Regions from separate parts of the Mus musculus genome. Here region 2 is linked to region 1. A link is a contact called in public Hi-C data. All regions are on one chromosome and are shown on one strand. The core of a region is the stretch at or near the end of the contact, and the rest is flanking DNA. Distances in the headings are between cores, read along the strand shown.

Region 1 (7,181 bases), core at 3,157-5,656:
GGAAAATAATTCTATTGTCACTGGGATGCTCCAGTCGGGGTCTGCCAGGTCCATGACGAGGTAGAACAAGAGTCCGTGTGCTCAGAGCTGCAGGTCCCTGTAAAACGGGTGGCCTTCTGAGCCCACCTGGTTTGACCACGCATATCTTCCGTGCCACAAATATCCCTGCTGGTGTCTAGTGCCTAGAACCCATCGCTCTCCCGGGAGCCTCCAGAGCCCCCACTCTTTCCCCTCTCCAGTTTGATGATGTTCATTCTGCAGCTAAGTGGGTCCTTTGAACACAGAAATGTCATCCATATGCGACTCCTACCCAGTTAAACTCCCTGCACTTAAAATTCTTCAGTGGCTTTAAGGGTGCACTGGTTTTCTAGAGACGCTGAAACGAAGTCCCTAAGCTAGGAGACTTGAGAACCACAGAAATGGATTTCTGACGGTCATGAAATCAAGGAATTGGGCACATGGCAAAAATCTGTGTGATCCCAGCTTTCAGGAAGCTGAGGCAGGAGGATTAAAAGTTTGGGGCACGCTTGGAATACATATTGAGACCTTATCTAAAAGCACAAAAAGAGGAGGAGAAGGAGGAGGAGGAGGAGGAGGGCGCCTTTCTTTTCCCAGCTTCCAGTGGTTCCTGGCTTCTCTTGCCTCGCCTCTCTTATTACGTGACACCCTCCTCTTTGTCTCATATCCCTTTCTTTTTATGTCCGTGTCCAATTTTCCTTTGTTGCATAAAAACACCAATCCTTGGATTCAAGTCCACACGAAAGATTTCATCTCACCTTAATGACATCTTCAAGGGGTCTCTCTCCAAATAAAGTCACAACCCCAGGTTCCAGGGTTTGAAACTCCAGCCTGCCTCGAGGATACACACCTAAACTCACAACGCTGGGTTTGTTCAGAGACACCTGGCACCTTCTCCATACCTTCGAGACCTAGTAGAGACTGACAGCTACCCTAGTTCTCTCTAACCCTGACAACAATCCTTTGGCACCTCCAGCCCCAGTTCCTTGAATCGCTGACACTGCTTTCTACTTTAACACGCGTCTTTTCGTAGATCGACTTTTGCAAGCTGCATTTTCTTCCCAGACTATCTTCGGATCGTCATCCCTAGCCACAGGCAGCACCTTCATTCTCAGTTCTTCCTGAGAAAATCCATCTGGAGGCATGGGCGTCATCTCACTTCCGGCTCACCATCTGTGCCCTGTCTCTCATGCCACTTGACTCTGTGGACACTTAAACAGCATCTGGGTGATCTCTCATCTGCACCTCACTTACATGAGCTGGCAACGGGGGGACAGGCGGTCTATGACCAGAGTAGATGCTTAACCATTGTTACCGGATGAGTGCACAAAATATTCCATAAATATGCAATTTCTAGTGATTCATATCAGCTATAGGTAGCGGTATGACTTAAAATATTTTAATGATTTGTTTCAATCCTTTTTATCTGTATATGTATGCATGTGTGTGCACGTGAGTGAAGGTGTCCGTGGAAGCCAGAGGCAGAAGAGGGTGTCAGATCCCCTGGAGCCGGAGTCACCTGTGGTCTTGAGGCCCCTGAGAAGTGGGTGCTAGTAACTGAGTTCTCATCCTCTGTAAGAGCAGCAAGTACTTTTAACCACTGAGCTGCCTCGCCCACCCCGTAACTTTTTACCTATAGAAATATACGAACTCTTTGGGTTTTGATATTCTTGAGATATAATTCTGCCTTTACATAGGATTGTGTCAAATGTGTCCCGTGGCTGGGGCCCCCTGGGCAGCTAAAGGATAACCACTCCACTGAGAAAATTTAGAAAGCTGGCATCTAAAGACCCTTAAGATTTTTTTCAAGAATAAACAGGACAAAAGGAAGAGAAAGGGAACCGAATGCGGATCGCTTCAAAGGAACCCAGGGAGACATCTTTATTTCTTGTGGCTAGGACTCAGCACACAAAAGAGAAGCTGGCATCCTCTGTGCGGCCGCATATTACTCCTCATTAGCCGTCCTTCAGCTGGGCAAGCTTTCTCTGCACCATGCAGAATACGAAGAGGCTCCTTCCCAGGAGGGAAGAATGCGATATCTCATAGTTCACTCACTCTAGGAAACCTAATGGTCTACACCGAGAGCACGCACTGTTCTCCATTGTGGGCATGGGCAGGATGAGCCCGTTCGTGACTGCCGGACCGTGCCTGATTTATTATGCGTTCTGCCCCCTCCACCGTTGGAGAAGGTAACCACACAGTTAGAATTCCATCTGTCCCGTATGTTGCCCCTTCGAATTAATGGCTTATCTTATTATATCTCTCCTGAGAGTCAAAGAAAATGTGTACTTTACTTCTCTAAATAAAACTGCCATCCGCCAAACAGGATGAGTATTTAAATCCCACAGACAAACAAGTTGATGAGAACATTCGGGCTGGGGGAAGGAAGCCTAAAGGGAACAGGTTAACAAAATCCCTGGCTTCCTTCAGGAAGCCTTACTAGGTGTTTCCTAATCCTGCCCAGCAAAGATGGATGCTTTGATGAGCATATGTGGTACACACACACACACACACACACACACACACACACACACACACACACTGGCTAAAGGCTCAAGTTTCCATATTAGCAGAAGAGAAACAGAAAGATGCTCCAGTGGAGGAAGGAAACCATTCATCCAGCAGGTTTGGCAGTTAGATGCTTGGGGGGAAAATGACCTCTTGTTAATATGCAATTGTCACCGTGTTAATAATGAAATATCGACCCGTCCTCGCCTAACGCAAGCCAACTTATTCTCATTTGCCCCAGAAGAGAGTGACTTAGGGTTTCATCCTAACATTTTCTCGGCCTCCATCTGGGCACAGCTCACGGCTGTGTTTATTTCTTCAGTAAAGACAGCTAGCTGAGAACCTGGGAGAGGGGCACTCAACGTTAGGGGTGTCTGTGTGTTTCTTCCCTTGTTGAAATTCTGGTTTTGCAAGAAATACTGAATGGGAGCTGATTTTCTGATCAGATGAATGCAATGTTATTCAGCCAAAGAACTGTTCTATCAGAAATGCAAGGCCCGAGAGAGCCATGCATGACTCCTCCGTCATTGGTACTTGTTCACAGCCCCCGTATGCTTTTCTGTAAGGACTGGACTCTGCTCTCCAGGGCTCCCGGTACCGGTTAGTGACAGAAAACAAAAACACAGAGAAACTCTGCTATCCCATCTTCACTAGCTGCCACTTTTGTGAATTCTTTCTTTCTTTCTTTCTTTCTTTCTTTCTTTCTTTCTTTCTTTCTTTCTTTCTTTCTTCCTTCCTTCCTTCCTTCCTTCCTTCCTTCCTTCCTTCCTTCCTTTCTTTCTTTCTTTCTTTCTTTCTTTCTTTCTTTCTTTCTTTCTTATACTCAGTTTCCCCCTTCATTTATTTATCTGTGATTTTGAGATTATCTGTGAAGCAATCTCATTTGGATACACGGGGAAGAGAGCCAGAGACTGTCACCCCTTTCTGATGGGAGATTGGTTTGATTTCCAATTTAAAATGTAAATGCTTTGGGTCAGACCTCTGGAAGGAAGAAAAAAAAAGTGAGAGAATAATTCACAAGTCGCGACATTGCTCCTTCTCACAGGAACCTTTATCACCAAGAGGCACACACAGCACTGTGCCTGTGTATTTACCTACACGGTGGCTTTTATTGCTTCGGTTAGGTGTTGTTGCAAGGAGGTTCACGTAAACATTTATATAGGTTTCAGAAAACAGTTGTTAAGGGAAAGGAGCCTTCTTCTGTTTACACAAATTCAGAACAAAGAAACATTGCAGAGGCTTCCGGGAATTGACATGTGGGCGTGTTTTTTTCCCAAGGCACCGACTGGAAGAAGTGAGTCTCTGAGATTTATTTTTGACAGGACTTGAATTACTGGTAGTCTGACACATTTTTGAACAATTACGAGACACCCGGGTGTTTAAAGTAATAGGTACTGTTTGCGTGAGGGAGGGGAAGTTTGGAAACCGTTAGCACAGAACAGTTTGCCACACGATTAGCAAGATCCGTGTGTGTTACGTGTGTACCCCGTGCAGCCCATACATGCGTGCTTGGCTCCCCAAATAATACTCTTCTTTCTCAACATAAAAGCCACACTTTAAAGAGAACTGGTGGCTCATGGGAACTCACAAGAGGAATGGGCTCCTCTGCTCGTTGTCAAGTTCCGGTTTGGCTCTCTGTCAGTCCCCGAAGTACACAGAGCAGAGAGCTCTGTCCTGTTTTGTTTCAAATGTCTTAGGAACCGGGCCTGACTGTTCATTAATTAGCTGCTATCTTTCAGGCGCTTCTAAACATTGTTTCACTAGCGGTGATCTGAGCTCCAACTGCAAGATTTAAATTCACAATTCCTGAACCACTCCTGCCCCTCAAAGACAGAGCCACCGCAGCTGCCATAATTGGCGAGGGACTAATGGCTCCCGTTATCTGCGTCAGCAGCCCTTCCTTCCTTGCTGTCTGGCCATCTGATGGACGTGAAAAGATGGCTGGCTGGCTGGCTGGCTGGCTGGCTTGCACCTTGAATTCTGTGGATACAGAAGCAAGGGCATCTCTGGGAAGGGATCTGCCTGTCTTGTGCGCCTTTCTGTTCTTATTCTCAGGCACATGGGTTAAGGCAACCCAGACCTAACTAACCTCTTTCAGACACCACTGATGGTGTGGGGCACAAGGCTACCTAGATCTAACTAGCCTCTTTCAGACATCATTGATGGTGTGGGACTCAAGGCAACCCAGACCTAACTAGCCTCTTTTAGATATCACTGATGGCATGGGGCTCATTGCTCATCTTGCCTTTGTCACCTCTCAGCCTGATCTGGGGACACATATGGTGAACCCTAGAAAACGGTACCATTTGTACTTCTAAAAGATGCTTTTCCCTCTGCTAGGTAGGAGACATGCAGTACTTCGCATTGGGAAATCCCGATGCACCCGTTCTCAATCACGGGTGGCTTTGCATCCAGCTCATCCCAGATCCCTTCTCAGTTATCAAAACAGAAGGGGCGAAGAAGGTGTTAGGAAGAGAGCTCAGTCGGAAAAGTACTTGCCTTTTGGTACTGGCATTTGGTCCCCCAGAACCCCTATTTCAAAAGGCCAGGCATCGTAGCATGCAATTAGAATCCCAGCAATGGGGAAGTAGAGACTGTCAGAACCTGATCCCTGGGGCTCTCTGCTCAGCTAGCCCACTTGGCAAGTTTCATGCCAGTGAGAGACTCTGTCTCCAAAACAAGATGAGTGGTATCCAGCCACCACACATATGCACGCAGGCATTCATGCGTGTGTATCCACATACAGTAGAGTGAAAGGGCTAGCATGTTCTGACTGACATCAAATGGCTACAGGCCACTATTGTTGACAAATGTCTATCTCACAGCAAGAGCCACATAACAAAGCCACCAACCAGCAGTTGTGCCCTGACTGGCCAACCCTGTTGGAGACTAGTAGATGATGCTACTTCACGCCTTTCTGGTGCCACACTCCAAAGTTCTAATCGTTCAAGAAGGCATCTAGGTTCTGGTAGATTGAAGACAGGTCTTTAACGGTAAGCACAGGCCCTCACCTCTTCCTTTCATTAAAGGGATGCACAAGCCAGTGGTTCTCAGCCTGTGGGTCTTGACCCCTTTCAGTGTCAAAGGACTCTTTCACAAGGGTCCCATATCAGATATCCTACATATTACATATTTACATTACAACTCACAACAGTAGCAAAATCAGTTATAAAGTGGGGGTCACCATGACAAGAGAAAGCATATCAAAGGGTCTCAGCATTAGGAAGGGTGAGAGTCACTGGCCTGAATAATACAGATGTTAGTGAGCATGAGAGGAGGGTCCCACTGAGTCCCTTTATCAAAGGCAATAGTGCTGTATTCTCCTCTCAACATTGGGTAAGCTTGAACAGTACAATTAACTGTCCTTACCTGTCCACTTAGACCTTGTTGTGACATAGCAGGTGACTCTAAATGACTTCTTGGTTTCGTCGTATCTGTAAGAACTTGTGGAGTCCATAAATGACTTACAAACTTTCACTAGTGTGATAAAGGTAGCAGTATTAGCTCAGAAGGTTTTTTTTTTTTTGAAGTACCACTGTAAATTTGAAAAATATAGTAATTGAGTTTACGAGACAGGGTTGTTCTCTGATTGTTGACTGAGGATTGGGTAGATAAAGTCACCAGAAAAGGATGACCGTTAACCTTAGGAAAGAATAAAGGGGTGCAATTCTACCCATCTGTCCATCTGTCCACCCACTCACCCAACCATCCATCTGTACCCATACATCCATATGTCTACTAATCCTGCATCTATTGACCCATCCACCCATGGACTCATTCATGGATGCATATAGCTACCCACCTTGTCATTGACTTGTCATTTTTCCATCTATCTACTGATTCATCCATCCATTTGTCTACTCAATCATACATGAGTACATGTACCCACCTACCCACCCACTCATCACTCATCCATCTATCCATCTATTTATCCATGTATTCATTTATATACCTACCCAACTTACCTATCCATCCATCCATCCATCCACCCATCCATCCATCCATCTGCCTGCTCTCTGCCCGTCTAGGCTGAGAGGAGAAATCCTGGGCTGAAGCAGGATGGTGAGTGTGGTGGCTGGGATGGTCCAGAGACTAACCATCTCTCAAAGCAGAAACTTGTTTTATTGTATCAGTCTTTTGTTTATATAGGGTTGAGGAAGGAGGTGGGGATTTTTGGTGAGGCAAGATGACATGGGGGTGAGGAAGAGTGACAGAGCGTATAGGGTGAGATGATGTATGGGGTGGTGTGAGATGACAAGGGATGTGGGGTGATCTCATGGGGCCTATAAGAAATTGGCACATCAGCGGTAGCTAGGCAGAGGCAGGCTTACACTGGTCATGTATGGAAGTGACTGAGACAGTTTTCAAAACTTGAGCCAGGCTTGGATTTGTCCTCAAGGTCCAAACCAGGGACAAATAGGGCCCAACATCCATCCATCCACCCATCCACCCATCCATTCATCTATCCATCCACTCATCCATATACTCATCCATGCATTCATATATCCACCTACCTAACCATCCACTCATCATCTGTCCATCTATCCATCTACTCGTTCATACATATGTAAACCTACCTACCTACCCATCTGCTCATCACCCATCCATCCATCCATTCATCCTTCCATCTATCCACTCATCCATGCATGCATACA
Region 2 (7,181 bases), core at 1,754-4,253, 66 kb after region 1:
AATCCCACCAGGCCCGCCTGGAGGAGGTGCCAGGGGAGAGGACGGGGAATGGACACACTCATCTTTAAGGTCTTTAGGAAAGTGGTTTCAGAATGAACACTGATTGCTGGAATAAGCCCCACAATCATTTGCCTGGTCATTCTGGATGCTAAACAGTATTTTCCAAGGGTAGATTCTTTTTGGGGATTCAGGGCAGCAGAACAGGAACGTCCCGCGGTGGCCCCCAATCCTTCCTGATTCTCTGAGGTCTTGTCTTCCTCCACCTTCTGCTGGAGTGGGGGTTTGTGCTCCATCTATTCATGCCATGTTTTTTTTGTTTTATTCTTTATGATCACACGCTCAGCCTATTGCCTGTTGTTTCTTGTCTTCCCATGTGATTCCCATTAACGGCTTTACACGGATCAATCTATATGTGTCTCTCAAATTAACTTTGATCTCTCTCGGTGACAACTGACGGGTGACAAGCTGAGATGTTTTATGCGGTGTCTGGAAGCAGGCTCTGCTTCCTTTTCATCCCATGCTTTACTGGAGGGGTCAAAGAATGTTTTGGATGCAGCTGTGCAAGCTGCGTTGAGAGGATTTGTATGTTAACAGTTTCAGGTTCTCGCCCTGCCGCGCACAGAAAGCCCCGGCAGAAGGGTGTGATTTCTGTCCAACTTTCTTCCATTCAAACCACAAGCTCAAATGTTCAAAAACATTTAATGCTCATGCTTAATAAATCATAATTTAATAATTTTCAGAGCATGAAAACAGTCATTTCATGATATCATTGGAAATGAGATGTGTGGTTCTGATTGCTATCTTTCACTAGCATTAAAGTGATTTATCTGAAATTGAGGAGTGTGTTTGTTTGTGTGTGTGGTGTGTATGTAGTCTATGTGTAGTGTACGTGTGTGGTGTAGTGTGTATGTGTGTGATGTGTGAGTCTGCATGTGTGTGGAGTGTGTATGTGTGTGGTGTGTGTGTGCATGTGTATGTATATGTGTAGTGTGTCTCTCTGTGGTGTGTGTGGTGTATATGTGTGTGGTATGTGTGTGTATGTGTGGTATATATGTGTGTGGTATATGTGTGTATGTGTGGTGTGTGTGTGGTGTATATATGTGTGTGGTATGTATGTGTATGTGTGTATATGTGTAGTGTGTCTCTTTATGTGATTGTGTGTGTGTATGTGTGTGTGGTGTGTCTCTGTGTGATGTGTGTGTGATGTGTGTGGTGTGTGTGTGTCTGTGTGTATGGTGTGTATATGTGTGGTGTGAGTGTATGTATATATGCGTAGTTTGTCTCTCTATGTGGTGTGTGTGGTGTGTATATGTGTAGTGTGTCTCTCTGTGCAGTGTGTGTGTATGTGTGTGTGTAGTATGTTTCTCTGTGGGGTGTGTATGTGGTGTGTCTCTCTGTGGTGTGTGTATGTGTGTGTGTGTGTGTGTGTGTGTAGTGTGTCTCTCTGTGTGGTGTGTGTGTATATATACAGTATACATGAATGCATATGCATGTGGAGGCCAGAGATCAAAACCCGGTACCTTCCTCAATGACTCTACCTTATTGACTGAGGGAGAGTCTCTCACTGATCCTGGACTGAGTCCCAGAGATCTGCATGCCTTTGTTTCACAAGAGATCAGAGGTGTGTGCCACCAATGCCCATGGCTCTGGAGATCCAAACAGGGTCTTCTGCTTACACGGCAAGCAGTTTGATGGCAGAGCTATCTCCCCGGCCCCTGTGAATCATTTTGCCTGCTTTAAGCCTACTTCCCTCTGCGGTATCCAGTTCTGTCCCATCTATACAGAAGATACATGCAAAACAAATGGCAACTGGACTTTTTGGTTGTTACAAAGCTTAAATAGAAATGTTTGTGAAAACCTGGGAAAGTTAGTGTATCTTTGGGACAATCTTTGAGCATTTTTCTATATCAGACTGCTTAGCATGCCAACTTCAACTCATCCCTGGAACATAATCTTTTCTAGGTTGTTTGATTTCAGATTTTTAAGATAAGGGTTCTCAATTGGGGCAACTGTTTCGCAGTGGATGTCCAGAGACACCCAGGGAAATTTTTTCTTGGTCTCACTGGTGTGAAGTGCTTTCAGGTCTCAGTGGGTGGAAACCAGGGTGCCTACTCAACATGTCACCTACCCTATCCCAGGTGATGACACACCGATTCTTAGACATCCCACATAGGAATAAACTACTTGTCTGTGTCTTAATTTTCTGTTGTGAGTTTAGCACAAAAGTATAAGCCCAACTGTTCAGTATCAGTCAGATGTGGCTGAGTTTGTCTTTTCCAGTCAGAGCCTCGAGTGTATAGAAATGATACAGCTTGATAATGGATGGTTTTGAATTTAACATGTGTGGATGATGGGATGAGAAGAGGGTGGGAAAATGAGGAGAAAGGTAGGGAAGCCATTCCTGCGCCTCCCCATGACTGTCATCGCATGAGACCTTGCTGTTCTTCAGGTGACAATCTCTGTGAAGTGGGAATACCGGGGAGAGCAGCCATTGGGAATGTTATTGTCTTCCCTTGGGAGCTGTGTAAAACTGGCTACTTTGTGCTTAGCAAACAAATCTCTGACTTGACTCACTTCTCCCCCCCCATACCCCTCACCCCCCAGGCCCCCAACCCACCCCCAACCCCAACCCCTCCCCACCCCGGTGAGACTCCTAAGGAGAATAGAATCTCACAGGGTGAGATTCACCCTTCCCTCCCTCAGGCGCCAACAGAGGTGAACACTTGGTCCATGCCCTGTGTGCTACAAAGACCTCAGCCATGCCCGCACACGGTGTGGCCCACTGGATGCCAGCTTCTCTCCAGACACTATTCCTCTTGTTTTGATCTGATTTTTTTTTTTCCTTTCCTAAGTTCAAACTTTTCCCGTCTCCTTTCCCATCTGTCTGGGAGGCAAAACTGATTCCTGACAATGTTCTGGTCAGCTCTTTTAGATTTTTTCCCCCTTTGGGGGGAGAAAAGTTGATTTCCTGTTCTAGTGAGCCATACATCACTGACATCTCAGTCTGTGCTGCTTGTCTGTGACAGAATGACAGGTGTCATTTATCACTGGGGCTTGCGGAAGCTGTGGGAAGAGCGATTGAATTTTTTTTCTTTCTTTCTTTCTTTTTTTTTTTTTCCTGGGCTGCCAGATCATTAAAAAGGGGGCTTTCCAAAGAAAGCTGTGTGTAACCCGAGTGCACTTACTGTCAGCGGAAACCTGGGAGAAGGGAGAAAGCAAAGGGGCGGAGAGAAAGGGAGGGAGGGCGGATAGGAGGAGCCAGTGCCAGTAGCTGTGCCGCTTGCCCTGGCTCAGCTCTTGCCGGTGCATGCTAAGTAAGGCCTTAAGAGATTTCCGCCTGGCAGGGGTGCCAAGGAGGAAACTGGAACAGGAAACCTCTTTGATACTCCTGCTATGCATCCCTCGCCTGAGGGTGGGGAGACACGTTCTGTACTGGATGGGGCTGGACTTGAAGTAAGATCTGCACAGAGGGCAGGCAGGAAAACCTATCTGAACTAGAGGAAAGGACTCTGTAAATCACAAGTGGAAACCGAGACCTGCTGGCAGGCTCGTCCCCCAAGGAGACATTTACAGCATCCTGTTTGCAGAAGCGCACTCGGAAAGTGCCCAAGTATATCTTCTAAGTGCATCTCTCCTTTTGGCACCATCTCTACCACCAAATGGCTCCAGGGACCAGGAAACAGACTCCTGGCTTATCAGGTTTTTTTGTTGTTTCTTTTTTCTTCCCGAAATGGGAAACTTCCCTTCTCCTGCCCCCATGGATGGTATCAAAGCGATAAAAACAAGTTACTCTCTAGTGCTAACTTTGTGCTATTTTAAGTAACTTCTTTTTATCTTATTGTTTTTACATTACAGTGTGTGTGTGTATGTGTTTGTATGTGCGTGCATGTGTGTGTGTGTGTGTGTGTTTGTGTGTGTGTGTGAGCACACTTATAGAGGTTAGAAAACAACATTCAGTATACAAAGTAGGCACTGGGGATTTGATCTCAGGTCATCAGGCTTGGCTGCAAGCGCCTTTACCCTATAAACCATCTTGCCAACTCTTCTGTGTCTCAGTTTAACCTTCACTACCATTCTCAGATGGCTGGCTTCTTTACTTTTAGCAGGTGGCACTGATATTCAGGGCTGTGCAGTTCCAAACCGCAAGGTGTCCTCTGTGGCCAGGTTGGGCTTCAAAGTCAGGCTGTTTAGTTCTGGGGCCTCTGCTCTTAGCCAAAGAGTCATTGCGCAGTAAGGCCTTTGTGAGTGTTTGTAAGTCTGGGATGAGCATCTGGCCATTTTGAAATTAGGAAGTTTCAGGCTTAGGTATGACCCAGAATTGGGCAGCCGACAGGAGCCAGGTCATCAAGTGCAAACCCATAGCTGAGGAGCCAGAATAAATTCCACATAGTTTAAATAATGATATAATAATAATAATAATAATAATAATAATAATAATAATAATAATAGTGTTAAGGAAGTCTGTTTTCTGTCTTTTATAAAACCCTGCATGTAGTTTCGATTTCACCTCCTCTCCCAGAAAGCCTGAAGGGTTTATTAGTTGACCCCTGACCCAAAATAAAATCAACCACAGAGCAAACTAAAGAAAAAGGGAACAAAGGATTGGGAAAATGAATGAACAAAAGAAAGAGAACAAGATAAGAGAAAGAAAAAGGAGGAGGAGGAGAAAGGAAAGAGAAGGGGGAAAGATTGAAGCAAAGGGTCATGGGGAAAGGAAGGAAGGAGGGAGGGAGGGAGGAGGGAAAGTGAGGGGAGAAAGGAATGAAGGAGGAATGTAAGGAAGGGAGGGAAATGGAGGGGAGAAAGAAAGGAAAGAGGAGGAAAAAGATGGAAGCAAAGGGGTATGAGGTGGGAAAGAAGGAGAGAAGGAGGGAGGGAGGAAGAGAAAGGAGGGACGGAAAGGAAGGATGGAAGGAAGGAGGAAGGGATGGAGGAAAAGCAAGGAAGGAGGGGTGGAAGAATGGAAGGAAGGAGGGAAGAAGTGAGGGAGAGAAGGAGGAAGGGCAGGGAAGGAAGGGGGAAGAAAGAAAATATAAAGTGGTAGGGAAGGAATGTAGAGAGGGAAGGAAGGAGGGAGGGGAAAGAGGAGAAATGAAAGTATGAAAGAGAGGGAGATGAGACAGGGAGAAAGGTCAGGAGACACAAAGGAAAATGAAGATGGAGAGGAGGAAGGAGTGGGGCACACAGCTGTATCTCCTCTGAGAGGGTAGGGAAGCTAGGAGCAGCTGTGAGGCCTCTGGGCCCCAGCAGCCGGGCTGGAGCACACTCCTGCAGGAAGCCACCCCATCCAAATAAGTTTTCCTTGACTGCCTTTGCACAAAGCCTGCTGCTCGGAGAGACAAATGAGCTATTAGGTAATCTGGTTAATTGACAAGTGACTTAACTAATTACCCTAACATGCTTATTAAATGTTACCTTTCCCATTCGCCACACATTGTTAGGGCATCAATGTATGGAAGCCTTATCATACCACTGTCTCCTGACAGTGCAATCCTATTAAACAGAGGGGCGCACGTGGGGTGTGTTTCTGTTATGTTATTTCCTCCCTCTGTGGTTAGAGTCAGAAAAGATAGAGTTAGGAGCCGGGCATATAACGAGCCATCCTGTTCAGGGACAATGTCCTATTATGCCAGCGCCTAGTCACTCAGATGGATCAAGAATGGACTAAATCAAGAAATAATGTAAATTATCAAGCTTCGCCTAATGGGTGGAACGAAAGCAGAGGGAGAACCCAATTGCCTTTTGACTGGAGCCTTTCATACATGAAGGGCTGGTGTCTTCATTTAGACAAACCCACAAAGCCTCCGATTCTGAGCTCCTTACGGAGGTGTGCTTTGAAGTGCAGACATTTTCAGGTTTTTGAGGGAGAGATGATACCTATATCCATGTCTTACACGCACAGGGGTGCCTTGCTGTTCTTAAAGATATAAATAGTTCACTATGAAACTTTGATACAGCATGAGGGCTTTTACAATATTTTTAAAAAGTGTCCTGTGTGTGTGTATACTTGTGTGTTTGTGGTGTGTGTGTCTGTATACTTGTGTTTGTGGTGTGTGTGTGTATGGATCTCTGGGGTTGTACATTGTGTGTGCCCATGTGTGTGCATGCATAGTATGTGTCCATGTGTATGCACATGTGTGTGAAGTGTTTGTGCATGAGCCTGCATATGTAATTGGGGGGGGGCGGAGGAGTGTATGTACACATGTGTACAGGCTATTGAGTGTCTTCTTCAGCTACTAGCCACCTTACTCTTCAGACAGCATGTTTTACTAACCCTCAAGCTACTCTAGAATAAGCAGTCATCGAGCCCCACGGGTCTTCCTGTCTCTGCCTCCCCAGCAGCAACACCATGCCTGGCTTTTGATGTAGATTCTGGGGGTCACACTCAGATCCTCCTGCCTATGTAGTGAGCACTTTACCAACCGATCCATCTCCCCAACCCCAGCAGGTCTCAAGAGTTTTAATTGAGTCTCAATTGACTCAAATGTGATATTTCTGCTAAATGAATTATGAAAATTGAAAATAATTCAAGTTCTGATATTTTAAGATTGTTTTAGAGATGTAAAAATAAGGAATTGTGTTCTAGTACATCATGGTTATCTGGTAACAGTGGTCGTGTGATGCCTTTAAAGATACATTTATTTTATGTTTAATGTATGTGTGAGTGTTTGCCTGAATGTGTGTCTGTGTGCCATTTGGGAGCCTGCAGAAGCCAGAAGGAGGCATCAGAGTCCCTGGACCTGGGCTTACAGATGGTTGAGAGCCATGTGTAGTGTGAGTCCTGGGAACCAAAACGGGGTTCTCCGCTAGAGTAGCCTATGTTGTTATCCACTCCACACCCCGACACCTAGGGCTTTCTTTTCCATTTTCCATTGGCCATAGCTAATACAGATGACTAGAGCTGGTGGTTATCCTCAGAACAATGTACAGAGAAACACAACAGAGAGATGTGTTCCTGAAGACACCTGAGCAACAGCAGAAAGATAGAAGCAATAGACAGAGTCTTCTCTATGTAGAATGGAGGCAGAGGCAGGATTGTCTGAAGTGGACTGAAATAACATCTACGAAGGGAAGGCATCCACCCAAGACCTCCTCCCCCCACATCACCTTTATCTCTGGAAACAGATCTGCAGTCTCTCCCGTGGTCCAGTTTGATTGTCCGAACTCAGTTTCCCACTTTC

Evidence for each region. Hi-C and Micro-C count contacts between places; a contact is called where the count stands out from the background.
Region 2: a contact with region 1 is called in a Hi-C map of liver, with 1.8 times the contacts expected there. The contact joins two enhancer-like sites. A contact is called at or near these places in 1 of 15 datasets of contacts at CTCF or cohesin (CD8 T cells) and 4 of 484 Hi-C or Micro-C datasets (the HPC-7 cell line, liver, muscle stem cells and 1 more).

Annotation. Positions count from the first base shown.
Region 1 is chr2:169,720,000-169,727,180 of GRCm38.p6, forward strand. All of the region lies in intron 1 of Tshz2 (teashirt zinc finger family member 2), which reads left to right. Among named protein-coding and RNA genes, the nearest start is that of Gm34344, 56 kb to the left of the region's middle. Within about 2 kb of position 4,407, at least 45 of the 459 cell types and tissues checked have an H3K27ac peak or open chromatin away from gene starts, as enhancers often do. A contact at or near this core is called in liver, where this site is marked.
Region 2 is chr2:169,787,613-169,794,793 of GRCm38.p6, forward strand. The region is part of intron 1 of Tshz2 (teashirt zinc finger family member 2); the gene reads left to right. Among named protein-coding and RNA genes, the nearest start is that of Gm34344, 120 kb to the left of the region's middle. Within about 2 kb of position 3,004, at least 160 of the 459 cell types and tissues checked have an H3K27ac peak or open chromatin away from gene starts, as enhancers often do. A contact at or near this core is called in liver, where this site is marked.